Regions from separate parts of the Canis lupus genome. Here region 2 is linked to region 1. Evidence: chromatin contacts called from public Hi-C data. All regions are on one chromosome and are shown on one strand. Each heading gives the region's core, a stretch centred on a gene start, on an enhancer-like site or on the middle of the called end of the contact. The rest is flanking DNA. Distances are from core to core; before and after follow the strand shown.

Region 1 (5,500 bases), core at 2,527-5,026:
TGGATCCAAGCAGGTATGAGCTGAGCCAGGACTAGGTTGCCACCTTTTTAGCCTCGGTGCCCTGTGGTTTCAAATGTCGGCATAGGAAACCTGTCGCATGTTTCTTGTGGGCTCTTTCTCAGAACTTTGGTTTTTAAGCACAGAGACTGTACACGGTTTCGCCTTGTTTTCCCGGCCCAGCCCGCTCCCTTCTCTTGCTCTGGTGGCTCCGCAAATGCCTCTGAGGGAAACTCATGCATTTAGGGGCACTGAGGGGCTCCCGGTGTTCCAGTCAATCAGGCCATCCCAGCGGCTGTCAGGCGGTCTGCTGGATTCTCTGTCTCCCCCTGGAGATGCCACTGCCTTTCGCAAGCCCAGTCCTCAGCTGTCACACAGAAAATGTCCCCAGAGAACGATGCGGTCAACTTACCCGGCAAGGGCTCGCTCTTCAGCATTTCAGGTAAGCTAGTCTGCACTGCATCGCAGAGCTCTAAAGTCTTCAAAGGGGGGAAAAAATAAAAACAAAACTAATTTACTTGTTTATTTTCTGTGTCCCAGTGGAGTAATGGCCTGCCGCTACCATGGCCCACCCAGAAGTAGAGTCTTTGTTGGGTTTTTGGGTTTTTTTTTAAGATTTTATTTATTTATTTATTTATTTATTTATTTATTTATTTATTTATTTATTTATTTATTTGAGAGAGAGAGAGAGTACAAGCAGGGGGAGGGAGATGCGGGCTCCCCGCTGAGCAGGAAGCGGGTCGGGGTGGATCCCAGGACCCGGGGCAGACACTTCCCGACCTCATTTGGGCTTTTAATTTTCGCTGTTATGTTTGATTCTTTTTCAAAAGTCGTTCTGCAGTTCTGGTGGTTTTGCACTAATGCTTTTAATGCTTTACGTGAATATGAAGTGTCAGTTGCAATAATGCAATACTTCGGGATCACTGTGAGAGACGGGGCAGCCCGCAGGCAGCGGAGGCCGGAGCGGGGCCAGGCGGCCTGGCTGCCAGCTCGGGGTGGGCGCTCCGGGCCCAGCTGCCCGGCCGTGTCCTTGCAGCCCCGGGAGCCTGCCCGAGGTCGCGGCCTGGCCGCGGACACCCCCACCGTGTGCTCGGAAGCAGCCCCACCAGCCCGCGGCCCCTCGCGCCCTCGAGGCAAGCCCACGGCGTTGGGCAGCACCTGGAGTCGCCGCAGCTGGACGGAGCCCCTGACCTGCGGCCTCCGGGGTTGAGCAGGCTGCCGCACAGACGTGGGGTGCAGCCACCCAGACCCACCAGCCCTCGATGGGCGGCGACGTTGGTGTGGCCCCGCAGCCCAGGGTCGCCGGTGCACACGGGCGGACTTCGCGGAGCCGCCGGCCTGGGCAGGAAGACAGGGCAGCCTGAGCAGTGCACAACCCGGCCTCGGGGACCGGCTGGGCAGGGGGGCCCGCCCGCTCCTCAAAGGGCCAGGCCCAGCCGCCCCCACTTGCCGGCTGTTGCTCCCAGCCCGCAACCACGATCACCCTGAAACAGGAACCAAAAGGACACAGAAACTATATAGTTCCAGGCAAAAAACAAAACAAAAAAAAACCCCCCACCCCACCCCTGACACACAGAAACCACACACACACACACACACACACACACACACACACAAATCCCATAATAGGGTATCACCTCAAGGGGAAGGGACATTGTAAGGACACAGACACCACAGGTGCGGGGACACCACTACCAACACCTCGGTCCAGGCCGGCAGGGACGAAATGGTGACCCAACCCCCAAGGACGCTGCCAAACAGGGAGGCGCTGCCGTCTGTTGGGAAGTCCACATCTACATGGCACGCTCTGAGTCCTTGGCTCCCCGTGAGGGCTTCACGGGGTTTTCAAGCAAAGGACGGGCAGTCTGTTCGGACAAGAGAGCAAGTGACATCCAGCGCCTCCAGATGTGCAGGGTGACCTCGGGGCCAGCGGGTCCAAGCACATGTCGCTCCTCCAAACCCTGGGGTCCCGTTGCTCTCAGGCCGATGCTGTCGCCTCACAAGAGGAGCCGAACGAGGCTGGGAGCCCCACTAGGCTGCACTTGGCCCACGGAGGCCTGAGCACTGCCCGCCGACAGGGGAGCCCTGGGGTCAGCAGGAGCCCCTTCCCCTCCACCGCACCTGCAGCCCCCGCTGCGGAGATGCTGAGGGCTGGACCCCACAGCGCGGGAGACACGCTGGCGCGGGCAGGACAATACAGCCTGCTGACAGGCAGGGTGCCCCCTGATCAACACAGATGCTGCAGGGACGGGAAACCCGGATACGAGGCTCAGGTGGAACAGCTCTCTGATACTATATACTCCCGGGTATTGAGGGTAACCAACCCGAGCCGTCCTGCCCTTAGCATTGTGTCCTGGAAAACCTCTCGGGCCCTACATGCATCCTGAAGGTTCCTAAACTTTCTCTGCATCCGAATCACCTTGAACACTTGGTTTAAAAAAAAAAAAAAATGCAGGTGATTTTGTTAAAAAGACAGTTATTTTGGATGCAAGCGGGCCATGGATTGATTTTTGACAGCTGTTCGACTTGGAGGCTGAAGAGGTGTTCACTACTCCTAGGGACCCCTTGGTCCAAACTTCTTTGTCCCCGTTCCAAAACTGTAATCACTGAAAAGAAAGAAATAACCTCCCTTGGGAGACACAGCCAAGGTTCCTGATCCAGGAACAGACAGTGTTCAAATTACTAGTTGATGGGGACCAAAAAGAAAAAAGAACAACAACAAAAACCAAAAAGACAAATCACAGTGTGGCCTTACTACTTTTCATTCCTTACAGTTCTAGGATAAATCATTTTTGCTCAATGTCACAAAGCAGAACAAAGGATGATGGATGCCGTGGATCAGGTGGGCGGGGTACCCCGAGTGTGCAGGTCAGCGGCAGGTGGTACAGGCCGAGTTTTAAGGACCCCCGGGTGCCTGCTACGTGGTAGGCCTGGGAACAGGCGGGGCTGCTCGTGCCACGTTCGCAGGTGAGATCCGCGGTTAGAGATGCTACTCGGAGACTCAAATGCGGTGAAGACCCTTCGTTCCCTCCCCGCCCCTCCACTGATCAAATGCATTTTTGCTTTTTATTTTTTAAGCCGTCTTCGTCCAATCTCCGCGGCGCTCCAAGCCCCTGCCCAACCCTACGTGCATCAGGAGCTCGGCCTCCCCACGGCGCTTCGCCCAGGTCACGCCCAGGTCGCGCCTGGCTCTGATGGGAGCGCGCCCCGTGGGCGTCCGGGCCTTCCCGGGGAGCATTCAAGCCCTATCTTTCTTTCTTTCTTTTTTTTTTTTTAAGATTCTATTTATTTATTTATTCGTGAGAGACACACACAGAGGCAGAGACGCGGGCAGGCCCCCCGCGCGGAGCCCATGCGGGACTCGATCCGCGACCACGGGGTCACGCCCGGAGCCGAGGCCGACGCTACCCCGCGGAGCCCCCGAGCGTCCCTAACCTTCGGGTCCTGCGCTTAGGGCACCACGACCGGTGTCCCAGCAGCCCCGCCGCCGCGGCGCGGACCCGGGAGGCGGGGGCCGAGCTGCCTGCGGCCCGCCCTGCGGGGCCCGGCCCAGCAAACGCGGCCTCCCCCCACTCCTCCCTGTGCCCCCCGGGCCCCCCTAGGCCTCTTCGGCCCCCGGCCCTCGCGGCGCTGGGAACGCGGAGCCGCCCGGACCGCGGCGTCCGTGCGCCGGAAGCGGCGGCGCGTGACGTCAGAGGAAGCGGCGGGTGCTGCGTGGCGGCGGCGGCGTGGGGCGCTCCGGGCGAGAGGGCCGCCCACCCCCACCTCCCCCGCCGCTCCCGGGGCTCCCGGAACACAAGGCGCGGCCGCCGCGGAGGCCCAGGCTCTTCCCCCGCGGGGACCGCGCGGCCTGCACCGCGGCGCCCGACCTCCCGGAGCGGGGACTCGGGCCGGAGGCGCTCGCGGGCGGGCCGGCAGGTGTGGCTCGGGGGGAGGGGCGATGTGGGGGGGTCTAAGCAGCTCAGGTCATGACCCCGGGGTCCTGGGTTCGAGTCCTGCATCGGGCTCCCCGCAGGGAGCCTGCTTCTCCCTCTGCCTGGGTCTCTGCCTCTCTGTGTCTCCCATGAATAAATACATAAAATTAAAAAAAAAAAAGTCAGGATGCAAGATGGGCTGAGTGAGCAGCTCGTGGGCCACAGAACCAGCAGGTCGGGGATGGGCCCCAGGTCGGCGGCAGGGCTGCTGCTCGCCTCCCCGTAACTCCTTTGGGCGGTGGCAGGCTCCCTCGTCCCCCCACCTATTAAACGAGAAGGAATGACACACTTATCACCTGCGGAGAGTTTGCCAAAGGTCCACATTCCTGGGCCCAGCTCAGTGCAGCTCAGCAGGACTGGAAACCGTCGGCCGAAGAGGCCACAAGGAGAGGTCGTGTCCCCATGAGGACTTGAAAGCTTGCTTGGATCAGTAAAGAAATGGATCACGGGTTCAGAACAGGTGGCACGAAGCTCCATTTTTGTCTTTTTGTAGCTGTGCTCCTGTGTTTGCCGGGAGCTAAAGTTTTATTGGCAAAAAAAAAAAGTATTAATGGCAATTATGAGGTGTCTTTCATTATTATTATTATTATAAGCTGGAAATTAATGAAGTTTTTTTTTTAAGATTTTATTTATTCATAGAGACACAGAGAGAGAGAGAGAGGCAGAGACACAGGCAGAGGGAGAAGCAGGCCCCATGCAGGGAGACCGACGTGGGACTCGATCCCGACTCTCCAGGATCAGGCCCTGGGCTGCAGGTGGTGCTAAACTGCTGCACCACCGGGGCTGCCCAGTTAATGAAGTTTGAATGTTAATCTGCCTCCTCTTGACTTCCTGAGTTGATTTTCCATCAACCCAGTGGTCCTCGTACAGGCCCGCTAAGGGCATCTGCAGTGCTTGTCGCAAAGACTGACATTTGTATCTGTCCAGGGTCAGATCTTCAGAGACAAGGCCATTAACAAGCATTAACGAGCATCCAGGGAAGTTTCATGTGCCCCAGTTATAATGGAATATGGAAATGCCCTTGGAAAAGGAGTCTCAGCCTATTTCTCATATCCATATAGGTGACGGAGTATTACAGGTTTCTTGCAGACTAGTAAGGCTAATGTGGTTTATGATAGATCTTACAAGTTTTTTTTTTTCAAGACACAGAGGCAGAGGGAGAAGCAGGCTCCCTGCAGGGAGCCCAACGTGGGACTGGATCCCAGGACCCCGGGGTCACGCCCTGAGCTGAAGGCAGACACTCAACCACTGAGCCACCCTGGGGGTCCCAGATCTTAGAATTTCTTAATATGTACTTTGTTGTGAAAGAGGCAAAAGCACTCTAAGATTGTTGGGGCGCCTGGGTGGCTCAGTTGGTTGAGCGTCCAACTCTGATTTTGGCTCACGGTTGTGAGATCCAGCTCCACGTCAGCCTAGTGCTGGGCAAGAAGCCTGTTTAAAAATTTTTATTTCAAAAAAAAAAAGAAAGAAAGAAAGAAAGGAAAAAAGGACTATAAAATTGCAAAAGAAAACATTAAAACCGGCAGTCC
Region 2 (5,764 bases), core at 1,413-3,912, 160 kb before region 1:
CAAAAAAAAACAAAAAACCCAAAACCTACTCAAGTTGCTTTCAGGGTGACCAGTGAGGAGGCTACTGCCATATTTCAGGGAAGAAATGTTTGTGATTTGGATCAGGTTGGTAGTAGCAGAGGTGGAGAGAAGTGGTCAGTCGGGATACATTTTGGAGGCAGTGTGGACGATATATTTGGGAGGTGGTACTGAATATGGGAATGTAATGGAAAGAACAACTGACCCCTAAGGTTTTAAACCTTAGAAGGTCGGTAAATGGTGGTACCTTTAACAGTTGGAAGAAGAGAAGTGTGTCTGTGTGTGTGTGTGTGTGTGTGTGTGTGTGTTTGACGGAGTAGAGCCTGTTTTGAACATGTTTCACTTGAGATGTTGGTATTTATTTTACATCTTAATGGAGATGCTGAGTAGGCAGGTAGAGGTGACGCATTCATGCACACCTCTGTGCAGAAGCTGGGCCTGGCCAGAGACGTTTGGAATTCATCAACCTACAGTTGACACTTAAAATCAAGGGACTGGATACAATGATGTAGAGAGACTGTGTAGAGAAGTAAAAAGAGCAGGGGTCTGAGTCCAAGGGCACTGGATCGTATAGAAGCCAGCATGGGGAGGGGCCATTGAAGGACTCTGGGAAGGAGTAGCTGGTGAGGGCAACAGAGGCCACTCACTACGGAACGGTACAATAGGATGAGACTAAGAATTGACCACTTGCTCACCCCTGGATATCCAGTACCCAGCTCACTTTCTGGTACACACTTACAGCACAGTAATATTTGTTGAATGAGTGAATCTTGACTTCCATTTTTTGGCCAGATTTTTATTATTTCAGGGTTCCAGGCACTGTTCTAGGTCCTATGGACTCACAGCATAGTGTTCCAATAATCATAAGTTCTAGTGGGGGCCATAGACATACATACAAATGCCACAAAAACACATATTCTTAGCTTATTTATTTGTTTAGGATTTTACCTTTTAAAGATTTATTTATTTGAGAGAAAGAAAGAGAGAAAGTGCCAGAAGGAGAGAGAGGACCTCAAGCAGACTTCCCGCCCAGCACCGAGTCCCATGCAGGGTGCATCCCACCACCCCAGATCAGGACCCCACTTAACTGACTGTGCCATCCAGGTGCCCCTAAGGTTTTAGTGGTCAGTAATCTCTACACCCAACGTGGGGCTCCAACTCAACCCTAACAGAGCCAGCAGGCACCCTGCATTATTGGTTCGTAATAGCTTTCTTCCCCTCCCGCTGCCCTTTTGTAAGGAGCTCAGATATCTTGAGGGCCCTTAGTTGGTGAGCAATGATGAATCAGGATACATGCATCAGGGGCTATACTGCGGTGAAGACTGGCTGGAGGGCGAGGTTGAGACAGAGCAATGGTGGAATTTCATGGACTTGGACAGGCAGCCTCGGCCGAGGTGTCAAATTCAATCAAAACACAATGTGCCTGCTCGACTCACACGGCTGATTTCTGCTAGACACTTGACAGTTTATAAAGAACAGTAACAGCCTCAGGGTTATAGTTAATTAATCTGATGAGAGGGTGGAAAAAGAGTAGGGGGGCTGGGCAGAGGGCTAAGGCTCTGAAAGCACATATATTAGGACATTATTACCTTAGCTTCAGGATATGTCGGGCTGTTGATTCTTACAATTACTACCCTTCAATTCGTGCCTTTTAAAAAAGCCTCGAAATCAGCAGTCCCTACCGGCTAAGAAAATGTTAGGGATTTTATATGAACCCAGATCCATGCCCGAAAAAGGAAACAAAAACTCTTGGGTGGACGAGAGAGGGAGGGCAAAGCAGTCTATTACGTTACACAGGTGCTCGCGCTTACCTTGTGGAGCTCTGCCAAGGTGATTTTCTTATCTCTACTAGGTCCATACACTTTTCTATCTCCCCACCCCCTCCAAAATTTTTTTTTTTTTAGATTTTTAAAAAGAGAGTAAAGAAACCTCTCTATCGTCATGGAGTCTCTTCCCCAAACTCCTTATTCATCAGCCTGTGTTCCTCAATTTCTCGTTCATCTTCCAGCTCCTATGTCCCCGTGCGTGGTCCTTACCTGGTCCATGGTCCTTACCTGGGTCCATGGAGTTATTTGCCCTGAACTCCAGGGCCTCGGAGACGCGGCGCTTAGAAGGCCCCCGTGCGGGTCACCGGGGGAAGGTGCCCGCCGCGGCAGGCACAGACGCGCGCGACGCGAGCCTCGACCCGGGAAACTTCACGAGGGCGACGGCGGCACGTGCACCTGACGGCAGGATAGAGCCCCTGGTGGGAACCAGCCCGCGCCTCCCCGCCCACCTGTTACTACCGCCCTCCATTCATTCGCAACATCGCGGACCCCGCCCCCTGGAGTCCCGGGCGCCCGCCCAGCCGGGTCTCGCGGGCCAATCGGAGCGCAGCCTCCCGCAGGCGTGAGCACGGCCGCAGCCAATCAGCGGCCGGCGCGACGCGGTGGGGTGAGCCGGGCGGCATCCCGGGGGCGTGGCGACGCGCGGGGCGGGGCTGCCGCGGGATTGGCAGGCGGGCGATCAGCCGGCGCCGAGGGGACCCGCGCCGGGGGGCGGGGGGAGCGACGTGGGCGGGGAGCGAGGCTGGAGCCAGCCAATGGCTGACGCGCTCCGCGCAGAGGGCGCGCCGGATAGCCAATGGCGGCGCGGCTATGGCGCCGTGGGCGGGGCTTAGGCTCGAAGCGGCGCCGGAGCCGCGCGCGTCGGTGTAGTCTTCGCGGTCACGGCCCGCGCCTCTTCCTGGATTCATTCATTCGGGGCTCCATTCACGGAGGTAGTAAGGCCCGGCTGGAGCCATGGAGAGCGCTCTTCCTGCCGCCGGCCTCCTGTACTGGGTCGGCGCGGGCACCGTGGCCTACGTGGCCCTGCGCCTCTCGTGCTCGCTCTTCACGGCCCTTCGGCTCTGGGGTTTGAGTCACGAGGCAGGGGTCGGGCCGCAGCTCGGAGAGTGGGCAGGTGAGTGCAGCCCGGCGCCCCGCTCCGGGCCCCCCCCGCTCCCCGCGGGCCCGCTGGACCCCGGCCGACCCAGGCTGGCCCGGCCCGGCCGACTGTGGAGGGGCCGCGGCGGGGGGCGGGGCCTGGCGGGGGCGGGGCCTGGACCCCTCACCTCGCGGCCCCCCGGGCAGTGCCCGGCGCTCGGCGGCTCGCCCCCGGGACGGCGCGTGTGTGTGTGTCTGTGTGTGTGTGTTTTAATAAAGTTTTTCGCTTGATTTGAATAGTGGCCCCGTGCGCAGGACGAAAGGCATTCTGTGGACTTTGCGGGGCATGAGGAGGGACGAAGAAGACGTGGAATTTCACAAGTCTTCCTGCCTTTTTTTTTTTTTTTTTTGAAACTTGCCTCTCTCCCAGTTATTTGGATTCGGTCTGTTTCGTAGGATCTACGGGGTTTTGTTTTGTTCTCGATTGTCCTAAACTTCCCTGGAGTCCTGCGGTGTCACAGAGCCACCGCTTCTGCAACACGGCTGCTCTCCAGGTAGAAGTCAGGAGCAATTTTTTTTTTTTTTTTTTCAGAAGGAGGTTTATAGGAAAAGGCCTCGTTCCATTCCGCTGGCGGGCCCTAGAGGTGGAAGGGAAAGGTCGCGGGGGAGAAGTGGGGAAATCACTTGCATCGAAGTTTTGTGCTTGCTTTCTTTTTTTTGTTGTTGCTTTTCTGACTTTTTCGTTTCTTCTTTTTTGTTGCTTTTCTGTCTTTCATTTCTTCTTCTTCTTCTTTGTTGCTTTTCTGTCTTTTTCGTTTCTTCCTCCTCCCCCTCTTCTTCCTCCTCCTCCTCTTCTTTCTCCTCCTCCCCCTCCCCCTCCCCCTCCTCCTCCCCCTCCTCCTCCTCCTCTTCTTCTAAACCAAGTAGTGTGCTGTGGTCGGTCTCTGTGTCTGCGATTATCCTGCTATTTCATGACTGAACGTACACTCACTTAGCATTTTGATTGAATCTAGGAGTGATTAGGGATTGCTGTCAGACTAGGCTCAAGTAAGTACACAAATAAGGCAACTCCACAGTCCTCACTTTATTCATTCAAAAACATTTAAAGAAGTTAGTAGGAAAAAAACATAAGAAATTTAACCTTTTGGACAGCGACGTAAAGAGATTTCAAGCAGGAATGGATGGATGTGTAAGAGCTTTGTCCAGGATGTGAAGCAACTATTCACGTTATAATACGTATTTTATTTATTCATTCATTCATTCACTCATTCATTCATTCATGATAGACATAGAGACACAGAGAGAGAGAAGCAGAGGGAGAAGCAGGCCCCATGCAGGGAGCCCGATGCAGGACTCGATCCTAGGACTCCAGGATCAGGCCCTGGGCTGAAGGCAGGCACTAAACTGCTGAGCCACCCAGGGATCCCATATTATAATACTTATTTTTAAAAGTCTCTTAGTGTTTTCTGATATTCCTTGAAAAAGAAGTGAAGTGCTCAACTTGATTATAATAGAGTTTATGATTTCACAATTGACTTGCCTAAGTTCTTGATTTGGAAAACTTGCTTGTGAACTTTTGAGATAGTTACACAAGATTCCAGTGCATTAGGAAATCGCATATCAAGATGAAGTTTTGTGATTTGTCAGCAAAGAGTAATGATAATAACTTTTTTTTTTAAGATTTTATTTATTTATTCATGAGAGAGAGAGGCAGAGACACAGGCAGAGGGAGAAGCAGGCTCCACGTGGGACTCTATCCCGTGGGACTCTATCCCGGGACCTCTGGGGTCACTCCCTGGGCTGAAGGCAGACCTCAACCACTGAGCCACCCAGGTGTCCCTTAATAACTTTTTTTAAAATAATTTAAAAATTTTTTTTATTTATTTATGATAGTCACACAGAGAGAGAGAGAGAGAGGCAGAGACACAGGCAGAGGGAGGAGCAGGCTCCATGCACCGGGAGCCCGATGTGGGATTCGATCCCGGGTCTCCAGGATCGCGCCCTGGGCCAAAGGCGCTAAACCGCTGCGCCACCTAGGGATCCCCCTTAATAACTTAAAAAAAAAAAAAAACTATTTAAAATATAATAGGCCCCGGTGACTAATAACTCAGATGGTCTAAGTCATCATTGAAAAGGTTTGATCCCAGAGGAAGGATACTTGCTAAATTGAAGGAAATGTCTAAAAAATTTAGAAAAGAAATTTGGACCAGAATGCTGAGATAGAATAGAGAGGATCATAGTGTTGTAAAGTGACTTTGTGATTGTTGAGTTCAGTCTATCCTGGATTGTTAGAAAAATCTGTTCTTTAGGTACTTAAGCAGAAGAAATGATAACTTGTTATTTGTAACATTACATATATGTGGTGGCCTGAACTTAAAAATATTTACTTTACCTCTCCAAATTCAAGGAGTCTTTGAAAAACAAAGTCTTCCACAGCTTTGTATCTGTTGGAGGGATGCACTGAAATAATTTGACAAGCAAAGCAGCAGAGATGACGCTTGAATAGAGTTAAATTGTGATTAAAATTAGGTAGATAATTGTTTAACCGAAGTTAGGACTTAAGAATTATTTTTAAATTAAATTAATAAATTTTAATTAATTAATTAATTAGCACTCACAAGTTTTCTCCCCTATGAAATTGGTATCTTAATCCTGTGCAGCCTTCTTTGAATAAATGGTGGTAGCAGGCAGTACTAGGGAGGCATTTTCTACTTTGTAGTAGTAGTGTTTAACATCTTCCTCTCCATAACCAATTAAATATTTTAAGTTTGATATAGTAACATTCAGTAAGTTGATAATATATATTTATTGTTATTGTTAAGTTTCTTCATGTGCATATTAAT

What was found. A called contact is a pair of places that touch in the nucleus more often than the background predicts.
Region 2: a contact with region 1 is called in a Hi-C map of blood, with 2.7 times the contacts expected there. The contact joins the promoter of HSD17B12 here to the promoter of ALKBH3 in region 1. A contact is called at or near these places in 2 of 9 Hi-C or Micro-C datasets (both in blood).

The regions. Positions count from the first base shown.
Region 1 is chr18:26,286,816-26,292,315 of UU_Cfam_GSD_1.0, reverse strand. It overlaps ALKBH3 (alpha-ketoglutarate-dependent dioxygenase alkB homolog 3), which reads left to right and starts at 3,776. Exons shown (of 10, transcript XM_038562979.1): 1 at 3,776-3,915.
Region 2 is chr18:26,447,940-26,453,703 of UU_Cfam_GSD_1.0, reverse strand. It overlaps HSD17B12 (very-long-chain 3-oxoacyl-CoA reductase), which reads left to right and starts at 2,662. Exons shown (of 9, transcript XM_038562982.1): 1 at 2,662-2,958. The coding sequence starts at 2,799.